Linked DNA regions of Mus musculus: all the other regions are linked to region 6. A link is a contact called in public ChIA-PET, Hi-C, HiChIP or PLAC-seq and Micro-C data. All regions are on one chromosome and are shown on one strand. Each heading gives the region's core, a stretch centred on a gene start, on an enhancer-like site or on the middle of the called end of the contact. The rest is flanking DNA. Distances are from core to core; before and after follow the strand shown. Region 1 holds the start of Parvb (parvin, beta). Region 2 holds the start of Pnpla3 (patatin-like phospholipase domain containing 3). Region 3 has its middle 33 kb from the start of Lncppara. Region 4 holds the start of AU022754 (expressed sequence AU022754). Region 5 holds the start of Parvg (parvin, gamma). Region 6 holds the start of Phf21b (PHD finger protein 21B).

Evidence for each region. Hi-C and Micro-C count contacts between places; a contact is called where the count stands out from the background. ChIA-PET counts read pairs in DNA pulled down with a chosen protein or histone mark. HiChIP or PLAC-seq counts read pairs in DNA pulled down with a chosen protein or histone mark.
Region 1: an H3K4me3 HiChIP or PLAC-seq map of stem cell-derived neural progenitor cells shows a contact between it and region 6, with 4 times the contacts expected there. The contact joins the promoter of Parvb here to the promoter of Phf21b in region 6. A contact is called at or near these places in 2 of 39 promoter capture datasets (liver and pre-B cells), 1 of 484 Hi-C or Micro-C datasets (embryonic stem cells) and 4 of 115 datasets of contacts at active chromatin or transcription factors (embryonic stem cells, forebrain, pancreatic cancer cells and 1 more).
Region 2: a contact with region 6 is called in a FOXA1 HiChIP or PLAC-seq map of pancreatic cancer cells. The contact joins the promoter of Pnpla3 here to the promoter of Phf21b in region 6. A contact is called at or near these places in 1 of 484 Hi-C or Micro-C datasets (embryonic stem cells) and 2 of 115 datasets of contacts at active chromatin or transcription factors (pancreatic cancer cells and stem cell-derived neural progenitor cells).
Region 3: a contact with region 6 is called in a Hi-C map of cortical neurons, with 4 times the contacts expected there. The contact joins the enhancer-like site here to the promoter of Phf21b in region 6. A contact is called at or near these places in 4 of 484 Hi-C or Micro-C datasets (cortical neurons and embryonic stem cells), 1 of 115 datasets of contacts at active chromatin or transcription factors (pancreatic cancer cells) and 1 of 9 other capture datasets (liver).
Region 4: a contact with region 6 is called in a Micro-C map of embryonic stem cells, with 3 times the contacts expected there. The contact joins the promoter of AU022754 here to the promoter of Phf21b in region 6. A contact is called at or near these places in 1 of 39 promoter capture datasets (liver), 3 of 484 Hi-C or Micro-C datasets (all in embryonic stem cells) and 1 of 115 datasets of contacts at active chromatin or transcription factors (astrocytes).
Region 5: a contact with region 6 is called in an RNA polymerase II ChIA-PET map of memory CD8 T cells, with 6 read pairs. The contact joins the promoter of Parvg here to the promoter of Phf21b in region 6. A contact is called at or near these places in 2 of 115 datasets of contacts at active chromatin or transcription factors (embryonic stem cells and memory CD8 T cells).

The regions. Positions count from the first base shown.
Region 1 is chr15:84,230,177-84,233,628 of GRCm38.p6, forward strand. It overlaps Parvb (parvin, beta), which reads left to right and starts at 1,867. Exons shown (of 13, transcript NM_133167.3): 1 at 1,867-2,010. The coding sequence starts at 1,896.
Region 2 is chr15:84,166,529-84,169,650 of GRCm38.p6, forward strand. Pnpla3 (patatin-like phospholipase domain containing 3) reads left to right here and starts at 1,288. Exons shown (of 8, transcript NM_054088.3): 1 at 1,288-1,532. The coding sequence starts at 1,346. It overlaps Mir6392 (microRNA 6392), which reads left to right and starts at 1,742; the gene lies at 1,742-1,849.
Region 3 is chr15:85,668,902-85,672,223 of GRCm38.p6, forward strand. No RefSeq gene overlaps it. Among named protein-coding and RNA genes, the nearest start is that of Lncppara, 33 kb to the right of the region's middle. Within about 2 kb of position 1,425, at least 278 of the 459 cell types and tissues checked have an H3K27ac peak or open chromatin away from gene starts, as enhancers often do. A contact at or near this core is called in cortical neurons, liver and pancreatic cancer cells, where this site is marked.
Region 4 is chr15:85,579,285-85,582,766 of GRCm38.p6, forward strand. It overlaps AU022754 (expressed sequence AU022754), which reads left to right and starts at 1,858. Exons shown (of 5, transcript NR_040433.1): 1 at 1,858-2,133; 2 at 2,966-3,482. Wnt7b (wingless-type MMTV integration site family, member 7B) reads right to left here and starts at 2,537. Exons shown (of 4, transcript NM_009528.3): 1 at 2,096-2,537. The coding sequence starts at 2,166.
Region 5 is chr15:84,323,103-84,326,546 of GRCm38.p6, forward strand. Parvg (parvin, gamma) reads left to right here and starts at 1,618. Exons shown (of 13, transcript NM_022321.4): 1 at 1,618-1,729. It overlaps Gm22890 (a small nucleolar RNA gene), which reads right to left and starts at 250; the gene lies at 107-250.
Region 6 is chr15:84,854,229-84,857,440 of GRCm38.p6, forward strand. It overlaps Phf21b (PHD finger protein 21B), which reads right to left and starts at 1,901. Exons shown (of 13, transcript NM_001081166.2): 1 at 1,437-1,901; 2 at 511-576. The coding sequence starts at 1,490.

The sequences.
Region 1 (3,452 bases), core at 617-3,116, 620 kb before region 6:
GAAAGTTCTCTTCCTTCTGTCCCCCTTCCCTCTGACATGCCTTTGCCATGTATATTAGTTGCTTTGCCTGTTACAAATGCAACTTAAGGAAGGGTTCATTTTGGCGATTTGAGGGTACAGACTGTCAGACTGGGGAAGGCAGGATTCTACTCAGGTCATTTTCTCCTGTGTGTGTGTCCTTTTATGTCCATTATATAGCTGCTGACAGAAGATGTGACCCAGATCAAAGGTGGATCTTCCCACCACAAAAGATCTGAATTTAGGATGGGTCTTCCCCCCTCAAATGATTCAATTAAGAAAAACCCCTCCCAGGTGTGCCCAGCTGCCAGTTAGGTTTTAGTTAACTCTAGGCGTAGTCAAGTTAACAACCAGGAATAGTCCTCACACCTTTTTATTCAGTTTGGAGCCCAGCTCCTGGGACTGGGGGTGGGGGGTGGGGGGTGGGGGGTGGGGGTGGGGTGCTGCCCACGATTGAGACCTGGTGTTGTCTGTCCCTCCTTAACCCAAAGGAGATAGATAATCCTCTGGGTACATCCAGAGCTTTGTTTCCAAGGTGATCGGAGTTCTCCTCCGGTTGACAATCAGATTAACCACTGTCACGTGGGATGCAGGGAGTTTGTATTTCTGAGATTTCCGGGATCCTGGGGTCTCAGGCTCCCTGACAGTTATGAGAGGGAAGTCAGCCTGGGAAAGCCAAGTAAATGTCCCGTGCTGCCAAAGAGGGGTGTGCTTTAGTAGAGATAAGAGCAGCCAGGAACTGGGCCAGGGTGAGAGATGCCTGGCCCAGGTCTGTGAGTTTTCTTCCTATCATAGTGGAGGGAGGCAACACTTTTATCTTGGTCTTTGGAAACCATCCTTCCCTAGCAACTCTCTCTTCCCTATTTCTTCCCAAATCCTGGCCCTCTCTGATCCTTCTCCTCCTAAGGGGATCCCCACTGTGCCCATCCCACCCTTGGCTTGTAACTCTTTAGATACTGGGCACCCCATTCTCCATGACAAATCCCAAGGAGAGCCCAGGCACATCCTAGCTGAACAGCCAGCTTGGCTACACCCCTTCTGCCAGCGTCAATATTTCCTGCACTGAACTGAAACCGCTCGCCAGAAGGAGCGAGGCTCTGAGCCAGTACAAAGGGAGAAGGAAGAAACACCTCCCCCTCACACACACCCCCCTCCCAGCAGATTAGGTGCTGCCTGCGCCCCGGCCCTGATAGCTCCTATCTCTGCTGAGCCACGCAACCACCCTTCTGCTGGAGCCACAGGCCATTTGGTTTTCCCTCTGCCTACGCCTCAGTTCTCATGCTGCCTCTACCCCGCAGCGTCTCTAGAAACACGTTCATTTCGCTCCTAGTAAACCTCCCTGCCTGGTCCCATCCTTGTTCATCATCTACTGTTCCCAAATCAGCAACAATCAATTTTGTGCAACACAAACCTGGTCATGGCTGTTAGCCTAGCATCCTTCCCTGGGGCCTGCGCTCTTCCTCCGGGTGCCCATGCTGCCCGGATTCTTCCAGCCCGTGGCTCCCATGGAACTCTTTGGCTGGGCTTGCCTTGGGGGAAGGGTCACTGTGTATGAGGCTACTGTCCCACAAAGGCACCCACTACACCCAAAGCATCGACTCAAGGGATGCCCTAGTCCTGCGCCAGGATTCTGGCAGAGACTCAACATCTGACCGTACATGTTTGTGGGACTAATTGATTCTGGGCTTCCAGCACGGTGAGGCTGCACAAAAGGGGGCCGGTCGTGCCTGGCACTACGCGCAGGGTCCTGCTGTATTGCGGGCGGGGGAGCTCAGCTGCAGCACCGGGACCTCGGGGTCAGTAGGCAGGGGCGGGGAAGCCGGGGCCGCGCCCTCCTGGCCACTCCCCGGCCGGCGGTGGGTGGCGCGCACTCGCTTATGTCCTCCGCGCCACCACGGTCGCCCACCCCGCGGGCCCCCAAGATGAAGAAGGACGAGTCTTTCTTGGGCAAGTTGGGCGGCACACTGGCAAGGAAGAAGAAGACCAGGGAGGGTGAGTGTGCCCCTGCGTCCCTTTGGCGCCAGCCGGGTGCCAGCGGTGTCCCCCGTGTGTCCGCTCCCTGCCCGCCTCGGCGGCGCCAATGAGCCCTCCTGTCGCGCTCAGGCTACGCGACCTTTGGGACAGGCCGGTCCCTGTCCGTAAGACATTTGCAGTGCTGGCCCAGTGCATAGGACGTGCGTTCTGCTCTGGACACAGGCCTAGCAAGCTACTGTTCCTGTGCTCATCCTTGTCGTGTGACACTCTCGTCACAGTGATTGGACACATGCTGGTAGAGAGGACCGGCTACTGTTTGCGTGATGCCTGCAAGCATGGCTCCGTCCCTAAGCTGGGAGTCAATGAAAGGGCACAGGACACACAGGCCAGGAGCCTGGGGAAGCCTGGAACCAGTGCAAGGGCAGGGGGCGGGGGGGAGGGGCGGGGGGGGAGGTCATGCCCCCTGCGCAGGAAAGTAATTTTAAAACGACTTTTTACTTTCAAAACTTTTAAAAAACAAAACTGCAAGGGATGTAACTTCTCCGCCTCTGGCCAGAGCCCTAAGGTACCGCAGTTCCCTCCCCTCCCCTCGCAGAAACATTCCTGAATTTTCTATTGTTTTGTCCTGGAGGCTCTTGCCCTTGGGCTGAGATTCCGGCAGCTCACGAGGAATGGGAGGGGCTTTCTGAGAAAGGACAGGTAGAAAGAAGCTTCAGAGACAACACTTCCTGGGGACCCCCAAGTTAGGGTGTGCTGAGGGTCTCCTCCAGCCACTGGAGCCACACTGACTCCCAGAAAGCCTGGGCCTCCAGGGCAAGCCCTGCCTAAGAGGTGACTGATAATCACCCTGTGGGCCCAAAGGACCGGCGTGAGGTATTTACTCATAAAGGGACCTCCAGGTCCTAAATTATGGGCAGACTCATTCTGGCCTTTCAAGGTGTCTTGAAAGGCAGGGCATGTGGGGAAATGCTGAACTTCTTTGATAGAACCGGTGAAGACACTGTGGGTCCCACATTCTGCCCAGACTTGCCTTCCCAGGCCTTCAACCCCAGAATGCCCTTTACCAACCTAGATTGTCCAGGGGGCAGGCAGGCCTGGTCTTCTTCCTAGGGTTTATTGCTAATCAAATGGGCTCTTCCCCTCTCAAGTCTTCCATTCCAGACCCTTCAGGTTGGCCTGCATCTCCATCAGTATCCTAAATGAGACCGAAGTCCTTGTCTCCCTTGGTCACCCACTGTTGTCTTTGGTTTCTCAGTGCCGACGTTGCCATCCTGCCTAGAAATCTATTTTCTTTTCAGGAGTTAGGACAGTGGCAGACCTGAGTTCTTTCCATCACCTGTTTTGTTTTGTTAAATTTTGTTTTTGTTTCTTTGTTTTTATTTTTAGTTTTTTTGAGACAGGGTTTCTCTGTGTAGCCCTGGCTGTCCTGGAACTCACTCTGGAGACCAGGCTGGATTCAA
Region 2 (3,122 bases), core at 38-2,537, 690 kb before region 6:
TCTATTAAAGAGTAGTGTACAGGGGCTGGTGAGATGGCTCAGTGGGTAAGAGCACCGACTGCTCTTCCGAAGGTCCGAAGTTCAAATCCCAGCAACCACATGGTGGCTCACAACCACCCGTAATGAGATCTGATGCCCTCTTCTGGTGCGTCTGAAAGACAGCTACAATGTACTTATATATAATAAATAAATAAATAAATCTAAAAAAAAAAAAAAAGAAAAAAAAGAGTAGTGTACAAATTGTATTGCTATACTTGGTCAAAGATACTTTGTAGTCAGAAGAGGCACAGACAGGACCACAAACCATCTAGCTCCCAGCTTTCCTTACTCCTGCCTTCATTGGCACCGGCCAATCACATATTTTATTTATAAGTGACACTTGTACATGGAAACTTCAGGTCCTCCCTGCCTGGTGTTGTCTTCCTGTAGTCTTAGTTACTTAGGAGGCTGTGGCAAAGGGGCCAGAGGCTGAAGTCCAGGCTGAGTCACTGAAGGAGGCAGCTGGTTAAAAGAAAAAGGAACCCAGGGCAGCTCAGTGGTAGAGCCTTTGCCTAGCATGCAGGAGGGCCGAGGTTCAGTTCTTAGTACTGTAAAATTAAACAAGGCGCTGAAAGGATGGTTCAGCGGTAGAGGCCACAACTACTCTTACAGAGCACCAGAGTGGAGTCCAAGAATCCACGCGATGGCTCACAATCCTCTGCAACTCCAGTTCTAGGAGGTTTAACGTCCTCTTATGGCCTCCTTGGTCACTGCACACCCATGGTGCATAGACATACATGCAGACAAAATACTCATAAACATGGGGGCGGGGAGCCTAAGTATCTTTTTAAGAGGAAGGAAGGAAGGAAGGAAGGAAGGAAGGAAGGAAGGAAGGGAGGGAGGGAGGGAAGGAGGGAGGGAGGAAGGAAGGGAGGAAGAAAACCTCTCTCCATGAATTAAAAACGAACAGAAAGCAAAATAAATAACTGCAAAAACAGACACCCTACATGAAAATAAAGGAAAGACAGCATGTGGATGGTAGCATCTCTCGTGTAATAAAGAAAAGGAGAGAGTGCCACCGGCGTGCCATCCAGAACCTGAAAGAAAAGGGTATTCAAAGAGCCATTCTGCCCAGCAAGCATCCAAGCCTAGGATTTGGGAAAGCCCACGCGGGAGGGACATGGGGCGGGGCATGAGTCCAGTACGCCCATTGGGCCTCCCACTGGCTTATTTGCATGGTCCTAGTGGGGCGGGGCCTCAGCTGACGTCACCCGAAGACAGCTTAGGCGGCTGCGGCTCTTTAAGCTCAGAGCAGCAACACCGGGAGCAGAGCTGAACTGCAGCGCCGCCCGGAGCTTCAAGCACCATGTATGACCCAGAGCGCCGCTGGAGCCTGTCGTTTGCAGGCTGCGGCTTCCTGGGCTTCTACCACGTCGGGGCTACGCTATGTCTGAGCGAGCGCGCCCCGCACCTCCTCCGCGATGCGCGCACTTTCTTTGGCTGCTCGGCCGGTGCACTGCACGCGGTCACCTTCGTGTGCAGTCTCCCTCTCGGTGCGTCCACGGCCACTACCCAGGCCCCGCGTGCGGGGAGGGGTTGCTACACCTGGGGAATCGGTAACACTTTCCGGGGTGCCCGAAGAAACCTGTCCGGAGAGCTCTCATCCTTCCCGGTGCCGTTGAGCACTCAGCTGGAGACCCTGGGCCTGTCACCTGGCGTGGGATTTCCCGGGGCCGGCTGGAGCAGACGCGCTCCGAGCATCTTCTTCCTGACCCGCTCTGGCGCCCTGGTCCTGTCAGCTGGGTCATCCCTGAGCAGCAGGGAACGACGCAGGTTTGCCGGGTCCTCTGGTCCCTGAGCCGCAGAAGGTTTGTCCTGTGTGGCTCTGGCTAGTGTCCCATGGCTGGTGCCGCCAGGAAGGGCAGAAGGCACCCAGACTAGAACACCCTTAGTGGCAGTCCAATGCTCCGGTTGCCTTTAGAGGTGGCTGGTGGGGGCGGGGTACGTGGATTAGAGAAATATTTGGAACACTCCCTAGAAGCTGGAATGGGTTCCCAGACAGATCCAGTTCCACTCTCTCCTGTCTTCACTAGCCTAGATAAGCGGCCCTTCCCAGATCGATGTCACTGACATTCAGGGCATTTGAATCTTGGCCTAATTAAACATTTGCCCATGCACCCATGAGCGAGAGGAGGCGAGTACTCTCCTCTCCCCCACTAAACTACTAGGATGTGATGCCTTCTCTTCCCAGTGTCATAGCCGGATGCTTTTGGGGTTGTGGGCAGGGCTTGGCTAAGTGCCCACGGGGGGGGGGGCGGACTGCTGACACCCAAAGGTCCCCAGGCTGCATGACAATGTCCCACATCAACCCTCTTTGATCTGGGGCCTCTTTAACACTTTACTCTTTGCTCTCTGCTGGCCACAGCCAGCAGGGAGAGACTTTGGCAGGCAGGGGAAAGCCCCTGCTGATGAGCGGAGCTCTGCCATTGGATGGGATCGGTGAGCAGACCCTGAGCCGATGAGAATCAGGGATTAGAAGACAAGCAAATCTGGCTGTGTGCCTGCTTGTCTGGGTTTCCCAGTGAGGAGGGAGCCAGGAGTAAAGGGCAGTGAGAGTGGCCTCTGGAAAGACTAGATTAGTCCAGTGGCCATTGCACACCCTGGGCTTCGGCACTAAAGGCAGTTAGTTCTTAAATGGAGGGCTCTGAGCCCAATAGCGATGGATGATTATTGGGACATGGTTTAAATGCATTGACTCCAGGAATCTTAAGTACACCCACTTTCATATAGAGCAATGGTTCTCTCAACCTGTGGGTCACAGCCTCTCTGGGGGTCTAATGACCCTTTCACAGGAGTCATCAAAGACCATTGGGAAACAGATACTTATGATTCATAACAGCAAAATTACATTATGAAGTATCATCGAAAATAATTGTATATTTGGGGGGGCAACCACAACATGAGGGACTGTATTAAAGAGTTCCAGCACTGGGAAGATTGAGAACCAATGATAAAGTGGGGTGTTTGTAACTGCTCAGAAGACAGGGACAGCCTGGGGCTATCCTGTCAGGTCACAGAGAGGGCACAAAATTACAGATTATCTCTGGTGGGAGCTGCTAAGGTGCATTGCCCAGGGCTTGGAA
Region 3 (3,322 bases), core at 175-2,674, 810 kb after region 6:
TTCTTCTAGGGCCTCACTAGACCACAAGACTTCTTTAGTGTTTTCTGGCCTCACGGTTGAGGTTACCCCCTCCCCACCCCACCCCCCAGCCCCTACTGTGGCTACAGCAGAAGAGACTTGCTAGGGATCTGTGTGGTATCAGGAGACTGCCTAGCACAGGATCACCCTTTGCCACACTTCCTGATCGAGGCTGGGAACTCTCACAGTAAGGAGAATTGTAAAGGACCATACAGTGCCAGAAAAGATAGGTTTCACCAGCCCTGTGGCGAAGACTCGGCAGAGCCACTCTGGTATAACACTGAAGAGCCCCTGCCCTTCTGCCCCTGAGACTCTAGCCCTAGGACCTGGGTCCACAATACACTCTTCCACAGAAAAGAATGAAGCTCACTAGATGTGACTGTCTTCAGCTACTGGCAGTTGTAGAAAATGAAAGTTGATCAGGGCAGGATGTGTCCTGGATTTTTTCCCCCTCCCCCTAAACTGTATGTTCTGGGGTTGCCTGCACTGAAGTGGTGTGGCTGTTGTACAGGCCAGGGTCATGGTGGTCTACAGTACTTAGACTTTAACAGGTTTCTAGTAGTTAAAGGCCCTGACGGAGCCAGCAAGCCCAGGCTACCTTTATCTAGTATGTTCAGGTTCTCCCTCGTGGCAGTCCAATACAACGTGGAATGAAGTTTCCTGGGAAGCGGGACACACGAGGAACTTTTGAATTTACCAATGGCATAAAAAAATTATATTTTTTATTACAACGAGCAAGTTTCAATTGGTTGACAGAAATGGCGAGATATGACGTCAAAGGACACTGGTTAGAATGCCAAGGCCAGTGGGGAGGAGGAGGGGGGAGACAGGCACAGAGATTGTGGGATGGGCCCTGGAGGCCTTGTTCTCTCTGGCCCTGGTCGTCAACGGGCTATCATACACCTCCAGAACCAGCCAGGTCCAAGTGGCTGTGATCCAGAGCATGTCTGGACAGGAGGAGGGAATCCAAGTCTAGGGACCCTGTGTTCACATGTGTCTCTGAGAGCCTGAGGCCCAGGCTGGCCTGTGTTTGGAAAACGCTTGTGCGCGCCAGTGAAGCGATCTGAAAGACGCTGCGGCCTCCTTGGCATTCTAACCAATAACCAGGTCCTGGAGCCCAGCCGTCCCATTCCCCCTTTTAGGGGCCCGGGGTGGCCTGGAGCCAGCAGTGTCGCTGAAGGGCTGAGAGCAAAGCCATGGCCTTGAACTACCCTCGCAGCTCCCGTGCCCCAGTCCTAATAGCAGGAAGTTGTTTCCAGCGGGAAAGGAGCGAGCCTGGAGGTGGGCACCAGCTCTGGGCAACATGCCTCCGCGAATCCCATGCCTTCCCAGGCACCTTGCACGGCCCCTTTGCATGCTCAGTTCTGTGCATTACTTCCCATACCCATTCGAGAGGTTGTGTGCTCTCCCTGCCGTACCCCGCTGGGCACCGCGCCCCTTGCTCCGTTGGACTGGCTGGGTCGCCCATGCGCGCGCCCTTCCTGCGGGAAGCCACTGCCACTATCGGGCCCACAACGTTGTCTCAGTACGCTATCTAGAGCTCCGTGACCCTGGCGGCTGTCCTCTGCGCGTACCAGGCTGCGGGCGGGCAGAGGGGGATCCTGTAGACCGAGGGTCCCAATCGGCCCCGAGCGTGCACGCGCGTCCCGGTACTGCCCGCAATCATGGCAGCCAGAGCCTTGGAGCGCAGCCGCGGAGCGCGCCCGGGCAGCCGCCTCCGTGCCAAGGCGGCGCGGGTGGCGCGGGCAGCGCGGGCAGGGGACGCGCTCCTGCTCAGCCCTCCCCGCTGCGTTGGCCCCGGGGCTCTACCGGTGGGTCTCCGCGGTGCGGTGCCCAGTGGGGTGGGCGCGCGAAGGCGACGGGCGGGGCCGCGGGGCGGGCGCGCGCAAGCGGGGAGCGCCCGGGGCGGCGTGCCTGCGGGGGCGCGCACGCGGAGCTGCGGGGCCAGGCGCGGGGCCGGGGCGGCGAATCCGCAGCTCCCGCCGCCCTCCCAGCCCAAGCGCGCCCGTCTGGGTGGGGGCCGCCCGGGAGGGGCGGCGCCCGGACGCACGGGCCCGCAGCGGGCACAGCGGCCTCGTTGGTATTCCGGGCGCGTTCGCAACCCTGACCTCCCCGCGGAGCAGGGGTGCCCGGGTGCTCGGGCACGGCCGCCGCCACCGCCCCCGGGCGGTCTCCCCAGGACGCAGGGCGCGCGGGCGCCTCGCTTCCCTCGTCCCCTCCTCCCCGGTCCCCCGTGCCCCCTCCCCCGCCCCGATCCGGCGGCGAAGGGGTGGGCAGGGAAACGCGCTCTCTGGGACAGGTGCCAACTCCGAGACAAAAGACATAAAATAGGCGGCAACGGGGGAAGCGCGGCCAGCGCGCTCGGGCGGGGACCGCGGCGCCGCGGGGGCCGCATCCTCGGTGCGGGCCGGGGAAAGTTTGGGAAGTCGGTGCGGCCGCTCTGCAGCGGCGGGGGACGCGCGGCCCAGGCCGCCCTCCGAGCCGCGCTCGTCCTCTCCGCGCCGCTGCTGAATAATTCATGGCGCGCCCGCCGGCCATTAGCATGCACCGGGCGCGCGGCGCGTCTGTGCCAAGCCACCGCTGCATTCGGAGCCCGGGCAGCGCCAGACGAGTGGCCCGCTCCGTCCCGGTGCCCTCCGGCCGCCCCCGGTGGCTCTCACCGTGGCCACGCTCGCGCCCTGGGCCGCTGGGTCCCGAGCCCGCCCGACGGCCAGGCTCTGAGCGTCCGGGCCCGCTGCGCCCGCCTGGCCGCTCCGGGATGCACGTGAACTTGGAGAAAGTCACGGAGCACGCCGGCCCGGTCCTCCGCGGCAGGGCGTGGGCGCACGCGGGCCCGCACACTCTCGTTGGCGTCCGGGACAAAGGTCTCCAGTGGCGCCAGCCGTGGACGCGTGACTCGATCCTTCGGGCCACTCTTGCGTGGTGGGTCGTTGGATGTAAGACTGCAGAAGCCCGGAGAGCGGTGGGTCCCGGGTTTGGGGCCTCGCCGTAAGCTGGCCAGAGGCCGTCCCACCCTGCGAAGAGTTGCGGGAGCGGCTCCGCACTGCCCTCGGCTGTTTCTGCGCGCCCAGGAGCCCAACGCAAGTCACCCCGGACTCCAGCCAGCGGCCGCGGGCATGCCAGCGCAGCGCTAGCGGCGGCCAAGACGTGGTCTGGCAGGGCGGTGGACGTGTGCGCCGCGGGCATGATCAAGGTTGGAGAGGTAAGAGCCTTTTTCACTTTAGCTCCTTAGCATTTAAATATTTAATGGGCAGATTTCTAAGAGGGGTCCTACTGCAGGGATCTTTCAGAGTCGGGGACACAT
Region 4 (3,482 bases), core at 608-3,107, 730 kb after region 6:
CTTTTCAGATGACAGTGAGAGGGTGAGAGGCTGCTCCAGACACCTGCCAAAGAGATGGTGTTCATAGCACCGACCCATTTAGGTCCCATGGGAAGGCCCAGCTACCTTTCCTGCTCAACTGAGGGAACACACACACACACACACACACACACACACACAGAGAGAGAGAGAGAGAGAGAGAGAGAGAGAGAGAGAGAGAGAGAGAGAGAGATTCCCTGATTTTTGGGATTTTTTTTTAACTCAAGAAGAGGGGTGGGGGGGCAGCTTATGGAGGAAGACAAATTCTCCCTTGGGGCTCTTGGGCAGAGGAAAGCTTGCTTAGTCCTACCAGATAGTGGTCACAGGCATCTAGGAGCCCAGGCTGGGCTAACAGAGACCCCCCTCTCTACTCAGGACTGACCACCAAGTTGTTCAGAGCACCACAGCCAAAAGCCTTCCCAGCCATGAAAGATGAGGTAAAGGCATGAAACCCAGGTACCACTCCAGGGAGTCCCCCAACCTCGGGCACCCAGGTCCTTCCGCTGACACTTTTTCCCATTTGATGATAAGAGGACTTTGCTGAGAAGAATGGTCAGCAATGGAAGCCAGGGCCGGTGCAGTCAAGCGCCCAACTCAAAGGCCTTGGCGCCAGAACCAGGTAGCTGGGATCTGCATGGATCCTCCTCCCAAAGGGCGGTGGGTCCCTTCACAGGCCCAGGAGATTCATTACAGGCTGCTGAGAGTCCAGGAAGCAGTGGCCTGCCCACCCTGCCCCCATCCCAGCAAGCTCAAAGCCCCGGCACCCCTCACCTTCATAAACAAACACCCAGGGACATAGCCTACCCTCACAAACCTACAATAAACACAACCACTCTCAGCCGCAGACACTCCCGCCCAGGTCTGCAGGAATAAGGAAGAGACTTTCAATCCTGCCTCTGAGGCCACCAGGTTTGGTCCCTACCCCTCTCTGGGCCTCAATTTCTTCACCTGTAAGATGGCGGAGGTGCAGAGAGCTGGGAAGGGTGCTGATCTTCAGCGACTGTTTCTACCTCTCGCCTGGAAAGTCGGTCTCCCAGGTACCGGAACCCGCCCCTCCTACAGGTCTGGTCACTGGCCTTCCTAGGGCCAAGATGAGGCTGGCCTCAGAGCGCCGGGCGACACATAGTAGGATCGCCGGGCAAGGCGGGCACAGATGTCCGCAGGTGCTCCGAGTGGGGGTGGGGGTCTGGTCCCGGCCGGCCCGCCAAGAGTGACTAACGCCCGCGAGGTGCGGTGCGCTCCGTTCGGTCACACTGCCCCTCCACCCCCAATCCGGGGAGGCCGAGACAGATTCCGTCTAAAGGAGATCGCGGCTCAACAGGTAAGGACTCGGCTGGGTTCAGGAATGTGGAAATACGACTCGGAGCAGCTACGGCGGCGAGCAGCGAGCGCGGCCCGCCTGGAGCCCGCCCGGCCGGCCGCGCCAGGGGGAGCTCGGTGAGAGGGGGCCGGGCGCAAGGCCCCGGGCGGGCGGGGGCGCGGGCCCGGGACGGAGCCCGAGGCTGCTGCGCCAGCCCCACGGCCCATCCCGAGCCAGCCGGACGAGTTGTCAAGGTAATTTCAACATGTCCGGGTGATGGATAGAGACGAAGGGCCGCGGCGGGTGCAAGGCCTGCGCGCTCGCGGCGAGTGCGCGCCCCGATCTCCCCCGCCGGGGATGCCCCACGCACCCCCCCCCCGGCCCGGCGCGCCCTCCCGGCGGCTAGCGCTCGGCCCGGGCTCGGCGCCCAGCGCAGCCCGGGGGAGGGAAGGCGCGTCCCACCCCCGGGGCCTGGAGCCCAAACAGGTGAAAGTACGCGCCCGGCACGCTCGCCGCTACCCGCGAGCCCCGCTGCGGCCGTCCGCGGACCGCGCTGTCCCTGCTGCGTATTGGCTCCGCGCCCCTCCGGAGGATCTCTGGCTCCGGGGGGGCTCGGTTGAGTCTCAACGAGGCTGGGTTGAGGGCCGGAGATACCAGCCAGCCTGGCCACTTCAAGAAACGCCCTCCCCCACCAACTCCTATCCCCAGGTCCGCTGGAGGAGGCTCTGGTGGCTGCCGGCTCCCCGTCTGCAGCCCCCCGCCCAGAGAAATACTCACCCGAGCTTCACGTAGAGGACGCCAAAGCAGAGAAACACGTAAAAGATCCACTTTCGAAAGTTTCTGTGCATGATCCAGGGAGGGGGGCTGCGCCATAGACAGCTGCGGCCGGAGGGGACGCGCGGGTGGGCAGGGGCCGGGCAGGAGCCAGGGAGCTGCGGTAGGACCACGCTCAGCCGGCGCTTCGGCTCGGGAGGCGGGCGACGCGTGGGCACCCGGCACGCGTTGCCACCATGGTGAGCCCAGGGCGCCGCAGCCGCCGCGTGCGCCCGGGGGAGTGACCCGGGCGGGGAACCGCGACCTCGGAGCCCAGCGGAGTGACCGTGGGACTCTGCGAGCGCAGGCCGGGGCCAGGAGCAGCGGGCGGGCGCTGCCTCCACTGGGCTTAGCCGCCTGGGGCCGTGCGCGCCTCGCGGTGCGCCGGGGCGGCCAATGTGTCCGCACTTGTCCGCCTCCCCAGGTGACTCGCGGCCCCGGCAAGCGAGCCGCGAGCAGGCGAGCGCGCCCCAGGTAGGAGGATCCGCCTCCCGCCCGCCCTCCTCGCTCGCAGCGCGCTCTCTCGCGCGCGCTCCCTGGCTCTCCCCTCCCTTTTCTCCTCCCTCCCCCGTGACACACGAACGCATCTAACCCCTCGCCCCCCCTCCCCAGGCCAGCTCCCTTCCGATCGCCCTCCCAGGACTGCGTGGGAAGAGGGGAGGGAGGGGAGAGGGTGCGGCTCCAAAGAGACACCTGCGCTCCTCAGAGACAGTGAAGGTGGGGGTAGGGGCGGGGGCTAAGAAACTACCCGCTCAGGGCTTGGTGGTCACTTGGTTTCCAGTTTCTAGTTAAAGAGAGAGAGACCACCCACCACCATCTCCTTTCTATGTGCAGACATCTTTCCCCTAGACGTTACCTACGTGGGTGCTTCCAGGGCCACAACTCCGGATCAGGCATTGTTACCTGCCCAACAAACTCGGGGAAAACTCGTTCCAGTGCCCGGCACTGCAGAGCGCAAGCAGAGCGTGGGACTTGAGACTGGTAGACACACCAGCCTGCCCAGCATTAAAAGTGGCACCATGACAGAGAGACTCAGAAAGGCATCCTTGGAGAGTCCCAGTCTGAGGATTCTGTCTCACTCTGCAGGCCTGTCCGATGCGGGCGGGTGTCAGATCTGATTCTTGTTGAACCGCTAAAGTGGGAAGTCAGACTGGCCTAGGTGCCTGGCACATCCTGTGGTGTGTCTCGCTTGATCCTATCCTGGATAAATGGGTGACAGGGACACTGCCTGTCACAGCTAGGTCTGTCTTAGCACAGCGGACCAGCTAGTAACCAGACACATGGTGGGTGGGTGGGGGGTGTGTGCCAGGTTTTCAAGCGTCTACAGCCCCGGACAGCAGCATCAAATGGC
Region 5 (3,444 bases), core at 368-2,867, 530 kb before region 6:
CATGTCGGGGTGGAATGGTGGAATGCAGGTCTCTGTCTTCCTTCTCCCATGCTGTGCTGCCTGGATTTGGTTTGATTTGATTCGATTTGATTTGATTTGATTTGATTTATATGTCCTAGGCATAAAACAGCTGTGGTCACCAAGCCAGGTATCAAGCTAGGGTGCACTAAGGACTGCCATCTGCTCTGCCCCTGACTGATATAAGAACAGCACCAACAACAAGGTGTCTCTTTGCCCAATGCCAGGGGGATTTTCTTTTTCTTTTTTAAAGAGAGTGTCTCATGTACTCTTGAAGTCTAGGCCGGCCTTGAACTTCTGATCCTCCTGCCTCCAGCTTCTGAGAGCTGGATCACACATGTCCTCTCCCATGCCTAGTTTATGAGGTGCCGGGGATTGAACTCGGGGCTTCCTGCATGCTAGACAGACACTCTATCAATTGAGCTCTATTTCCAGCCTCCATCAGGCATTTTGTCATAGGACCAACACAGTCCTTTAAGCAATAACAGCCATCAAAATATGCTCATTGATCCCATTTTGTGCCTGGTGCTATTGTAGGCACTGACTTTTAGTAGTGAGTGGGAAAGATGGGTTCCAACCTGTAGAGCTCCTGGTTTGATGGTGAGACAGCTATCAGGCACCAGCCCATGTCATCAGCTGATCTAGCATGGCTGCACACCGGGTGTGATGGCGCACGCCTTTAATCCCAGCACTCGGGAGGCAGAGGCAGGCAGATTTCTGAGTTCGAGGCTAGCCTGGTCTACAAAGTGAGTTCCAGGACAGCCAGGGCTACACAGAGAAACCCTGTCTCGAAGAAAAGGAAAAAAAAGGATAGTTTTAGCATGGCTGCAAGCCCAAGACCATTGTAAAAGAAAAGGATGTTGTGGAAGACTTCCTATAGGAGGAGGTACCAAAGCTCATGCCAAGAAGGAGTTGTGAGCCATGTGAAGAGTTGAGCAGAGCTTACAAGACATGGGGACAGGCATTGTGACATCAAAGTAAAAGCCTGAGGCACTGGCAGAGAACAGGCAGGTGTTGTGCGGTTTATAGGGAGAGGATGGGAGGGCTGGGGAAGCTGGGGAAAGTAGCTTGTGGGTGCAGAGACTCGGGCTGAGACCTGGAGACTGGCTTTATTTAGGAGCCTTTGGCTGGGTGTAGTGGCTCCTGCCTGTAACTCAGATATGTAAGAGATGGAGGCAGGAGAATCAGGAGTTGAAGGACCACCTCAGCTTGGTGACTTTGAGGTCAGTCTGAGCTACATGAGACTGTCTTGAAGTTAGTCCATCAGCAAGTGAGAAAGCAAGCAAGCTTGGTTGGAGCAAGCAAGCTTGGTTGGAGGGCCGCTCAGAGGGAGGCAGAGGTGCAGGCTGGGCACCATGAGAAAAAGGCAGTGGAGAACACAGTTTGCTGTTGGGGTCCTATCCTTGCTGTTATGTTTCAGACAGTGATTGTCTGGATTGATGGAGAGGCGGGGGCAGGGAGGGAAGTATGAGAGACCCCGTGATGCCATGGAGTCTTGGAAGACTAGGGGCAGGGGTTCTGGCAGTCTTTCAGTGGATTTAGGGTACCTCGCTCATCAGCAACTTAGAGGAGGAAGCTGTCTGCAGCCACCGGGGTGGCAGAGGAAGTGAACAGAAGCCCTGCCTTCCACCTCCGGAACCTGTCTGCGTTGGGAACCTGGTCACCCTCTAAGCTAGTGGGCTCCATTTCCTGATTTGAAAAGAAGCAGCGGGTGAGTGCATCTAATCTTTGGCCTGTGGGGTCCCTGAGCTATTAGAATCTTCTACCTGTTCACATGTCCGGGTAGTGGACCTCAGAGAGGAAGGTGGAGAGGTTCCTTGAATAGAAACCCAGAGGCACATCTCAGCTGGGAGCTCACAGTCAGGGGGATCTGCCAAAGGGGAGCCCCACATCCAGCCACGTTGCTGAGGCCATTGCATCATTTTACTGAGGATCTGTGAGACCCGTCCCCACAGGAAAGCTCTGACTACCTCCCCCACAGCCAGATGAGCAGTTTTCAGACCAGAGCCACTCAGAGCTTTACCGCATGAGAGAAAGCCGAGTTCCCCACCATGAAGAAACTGCTGTTTGGGGCAGGGAAGGAACCCACCTGGGACCGGTCACCAGAGGCAGTTTCAGGTCTATGTGTACTTGGCTGGACACAGGGTCTAGCTTCTCCCTGTAGAGTTGCATCAGAGTCAAAGAGAGAGCGTGCTGGCCTATAGTCACCCAGTCTGAGTAGGAGGAGCTGGCTGGGGCCCAGGCTCCCCACCCCAGCCCAACTCTCTTTTCTCTTGCTCAGTTTGTGGGGTTTGGAACTCATTCCCAGGGGGCTCTGGCCTTTTGCTCCTGGCTTCAGGGTAGGACTCAGTTTCCCAAGGTTCCCAGGCTGTAGCCAGTTTGAGGATGGTGGCTCTCAGCACCGCCCCCCCCCCCCCCCCAGTGCCTCTTCTTCAGCACAACTCTCAGGTTCCTTGTTGTGAATTTCCTTCCAGTTTGACCCCAGACCTCCAGTATCCCAGTGAGCCTGGGAATCCCAGGCTCGTGCAGAGGCTGAACGAGGGACATAAGGGAAGAGTCAAAGGTGGCCATGCGGCAAATGAAACTTCCAGAGGGGAAGTGTGGGCGGAAGAACCAGAAGTAGGTTAGGGAACCAGAAGGGGGCCATTAGCTTCTGAATCTGATCCTTGCTGGGTACGGGCAGGCCTGACAGTGCTCATCACGAAGCTGGCTGTGGGGGATGGGAAGGTGGGGTGGGATGGGACTGCTGGTCTCAGTCTCAGGCCTGACACTGCGCATTGCATTGTGAGGCTGGGGCGGGGGCGGGGAAGACACGACACACTGCTGGTCTCAGGCCCATCACGAGGACGAGGAGGGACTGCTGGTCTTTCACAAGGAGCACGAGCTCTGGGCTTCGTGAGCAAAAGCCCTGACAGACCACACCCCAAGTCTGGGGGTGCGGAGCCAATTGGCGAAAGACTCATTCAAAACTGGAGGCTGGATGGGCCAGCCTCCCTCTGTGAGGCAAGCTAACATGGATTGGGGAACACGTCTGGGTGGCTTTGGCCTTCAGCCTGGTCCACCCCATCTACATCTGGGAGAGTCTGGTCTGTTTTTTACCTGTCTTGGATTCAGGGACCCTGAAGGGATGGATGGACGGCCACTTCACCCCACTGGTGGGTGCTTACCCTCATACAGATTAACCCAGAGCTCCCTTCCCACACTTGTCTGATGCTCTGTGGAAACTGGGGTGCTGACCTGGATGTAGAGAGAGGGTTGAGGTTCCTGGCCAGGCTTCCATGTGCCTGGCTGGCAGGGAACTTGCTTGCTTCCCAAGCTTTTGCCCAGGCTGTGCCCTCAGCCTGTGCGTTTTTAACCTTCCTTGTCGTGAGAAAATATCTTGACAAAAGGAACTTAAGAAAGGGAGGTTTTCTTTAGCTTCCACTT
Region 6 (3,212 bases), core at 651-3,150:
CTTTTGTTCCCCGGGAGCTGGCGTCAGGTTCCGAGAATAAAAAGTGAGGCCGGCGGGATGGCCGGGAAGGGGCCGGCTAGGAGAAGGATCACCAAACCGGGTCGGCAGTGCCACGCGGAAATGGCTTCCAAGGAGTTTGGGGTGCGGGCCTGAATTGCCGCCCCCTTGTGTCCCCCTCCCACCGCAGCAGGGATCAGGGGATGCCGAGGCCGGGGAATGTCCACGTTCCCAAAACATGTCCACCGCTCAAGATGGACGCCGGGCAGCCGGCGCCTCGGAAGGTACGGCGCAGATCTTTGGCCGGCCGCCGGAGCCTCGCGCTCCCCTCAGCCACCACAAATCAGCTCTTTCTATCAAGAAAGGGAGGACGGCAACTTTGAGGACTGCAGCCATAACCCCACGGGAGTCGGAGCGTGCGACGACCGTACAGGCACTTTTTAGGGTGCTGCCAAAGTGCCCGGCGATCCTCCCTGGACCCCGGTCCCCTGTGGGGGATAGGCCCCTCCTTACTTGTTTGTCGCTGAGCGCTGCGATCCGTGGCTGCCTTTCGTGGAGCTGCTTCTTGAGGTCGCCGTTCTATGAAGACACAGAGGAGCGGGCTCAGCCTGGCCGCCCCGGGGGGGGGGGCGAGCAGGCGAGCCCCGAGCCCCGCATCCCCACCACCCACTGCCTGGCGGACCAAGCCGACCCCAACGCGCCCCAACTTTCCGGGACCGCTTTCCTCACACGGGCCACCGTGCAATGTCGCGCGAAGCAGCTTACCTGTGGCTGCCGCCTCATTGGGGCAGCTCCCGGGGCGGGGCGGGGGCCGAGGCCACCCGGCGGCGCGCCCCGAGCCGTGCAAGTTTGCAGGCCGGGGTGCGGGTGCGAGTGAGTGTAAGAGTGTGTGCCGGGGGAGGGGGGACGAACAAAGAGCCAAGTAAACACGGCGAGTCCGTGTCGAGCAAAGCTCATAAATATTCAAGTCGCGTCCTAATCTCCCCAACACACACACGCGCACGCCGCAATATCACTCGGGCACCGGCCGCCTCTCGCCGGAGTCACAATCGCCAAACTACTTTTGCTAACAGTGAGGGTCGGTGCCGGGCTGGGCCCGGAGCAGGAGGCTAGGAGCTGGCCGGTCCATGCACCCTGTTCCCTGGGCAGCTCTAGGAGGGTCCCCTTTCCGGTCGCCCGAGTTGTGCAAACGGGGCAGTGGCAGAGAAGACGCCACGCTGGGGTCCCACGAACCCTGGATCTGCAAACAGTGCTGGATCGCACGGAAGCGAGGGGGAGAGGGAGAACTAAGGGTTCCATCCCAGCCCCGGGACATGTTCCAGGAAGGGGCCTGCTTCCAGCACCCCTGAGACCAAGAGTTAGATACGGAGCTTCGATCCCTCTCGCCTCCACTCCCCGGGCCACTAAGGCTCCCCGGTCCAGTATCCGGGACTACCTACCTGGTGGCGCGCGAGTTCCACCGCGAGCGCCTCGGACCGGCTTTGCAGCTCCATCGCCGCAACTTGGGCAGCACTTTGCGCTCACTTTGGCCGGAGCTCGCAGGAAGTTGTGCGGCTCGGCGGGAACCAGACCGGGAGAGCTCGGATCCGGTGTCCCGGGCACAGAGAGACACGAGTTCCCTCCTGCAGCGCCGATAGGAAAGGAGGCTGACGAGAGGGAAGAAAGGCGAGCTGGCGCCCAACTCTTCCGGCTGCCGCTAAGTTGCGCCGGGTGCCCGGGCTGCCTGCGCCGCCCGGCGCATGGCCCCCAGGCGCCGGGAGCCCCGCGCAGCCCCCCAGCGCGCGCCCTGTCGCCGCCCGCGCCAGCTGACCGCCGGCAGGGACTATATTTCCTCCGGCGCGCGCGCCTGGATCTCGCTGGGGCCGCGGCAAAGTTGTGCCTCGGCACGATGCTAATTCGGCAGTGCCCGGATGGAGCGGGCCGGGGCGGCAGGAGGCGGTGCCGGGAACCCGCTGCCCGCCCCGCCCCGCCCCGCCCGGCCCGCGCGTGCGCATTGCGTTCGGCCCAGCGACCAGGCTCAGGAAACAAAAGTGGCGGCTGAGCGGAGCGCAAAGTCGCGGCTCTGAGATCTGGGCGCCCGAGCGATCTCCTCGGTGCGCAGCCGAGAGCACGGGGAGCAGGGAATGCTTTCACAGTCCCACTCCCGGAGCGACAATTCCCGCAGCAAACTGAGATGCCACCCTCCTGCTTCTTGCACCTCCTCCCTCCTCCGCTTCCCCTTCTCGCCTCGCTCTCCGGTTTTATTTAAATCACCCGGTCCTCTCCCGCAGCGCCTAGCACTGAGACTGGGGAACTAAATCAGTCCTGTCGCCGGAGTCCCAGCGCCTAATGGCCGCTGTGGTATTTAAATAGTATGAAAACTGATCTCTTGATTGGTCCTTTAATGATTTTTTTTACACTCACAATTAAACTCTCAACAGATGTCCCTAGACTTTTTTTTTTCCAGACAGTTGTTAAAAATCGTAAACACGACAGGTCAGTGTGACATAAAGCAATCATAACTACAGCTGCGGAGATGACATTTCAGAATTCCCAGTCCCGGGGCCGGGGTCAACGTCTCAGAGATTACTGCGGCGGAGTTTCCTGTCCTCATCAATTAATGTCGGGGCTTTGTGCCCTGCTGGGCGCTAGCACACTAGTGTGTTTCAAAGAGGCCAGGGAAAGGGGGGCCTCTGTGTCAGAGTAACCGTGAATTGATAGAGACTCATAACTAACTCTTTCCGTGGGTCACAAGAAAAGGAGGAAGGAAGGAAAGAAAAGAAAACTCAGGCACACCAGTCAGAAATGTCTCTTCAATGGATGCCAACAGTCTACATATTTCCTTTACCCCTCAGGAGAAATCTCTCTCTCTCTCTCTCTCTCTCTCTCACACACACACACACACACACACACCAGAACACCAGTGTTGTTAGAGCCATATACAGTATTGGTCACAGTCGACAAAGATGACAACGATCTAACTGGCTGACTAAACTGGTTCCTCCCACTTCTGGGTTAGACTCAAGTCAAGACAATGTCTCCCACTCCCCATTTTTTCTTTCAACCCCCCCCCCCATTTTGTAGTTAGAGGTGCAGAGGATCCAGGGGCTGGAGCATACTAGGCAAGCCTCTGTTACAGGAGCCATGCTCAAAGCTCCACTCATGTCTTTTGCTGGGGAGGACAGCAGCCTAGGTGAAGACTGGTGTTTGGAGGACCAGGAGGGGCATGTGCTGGC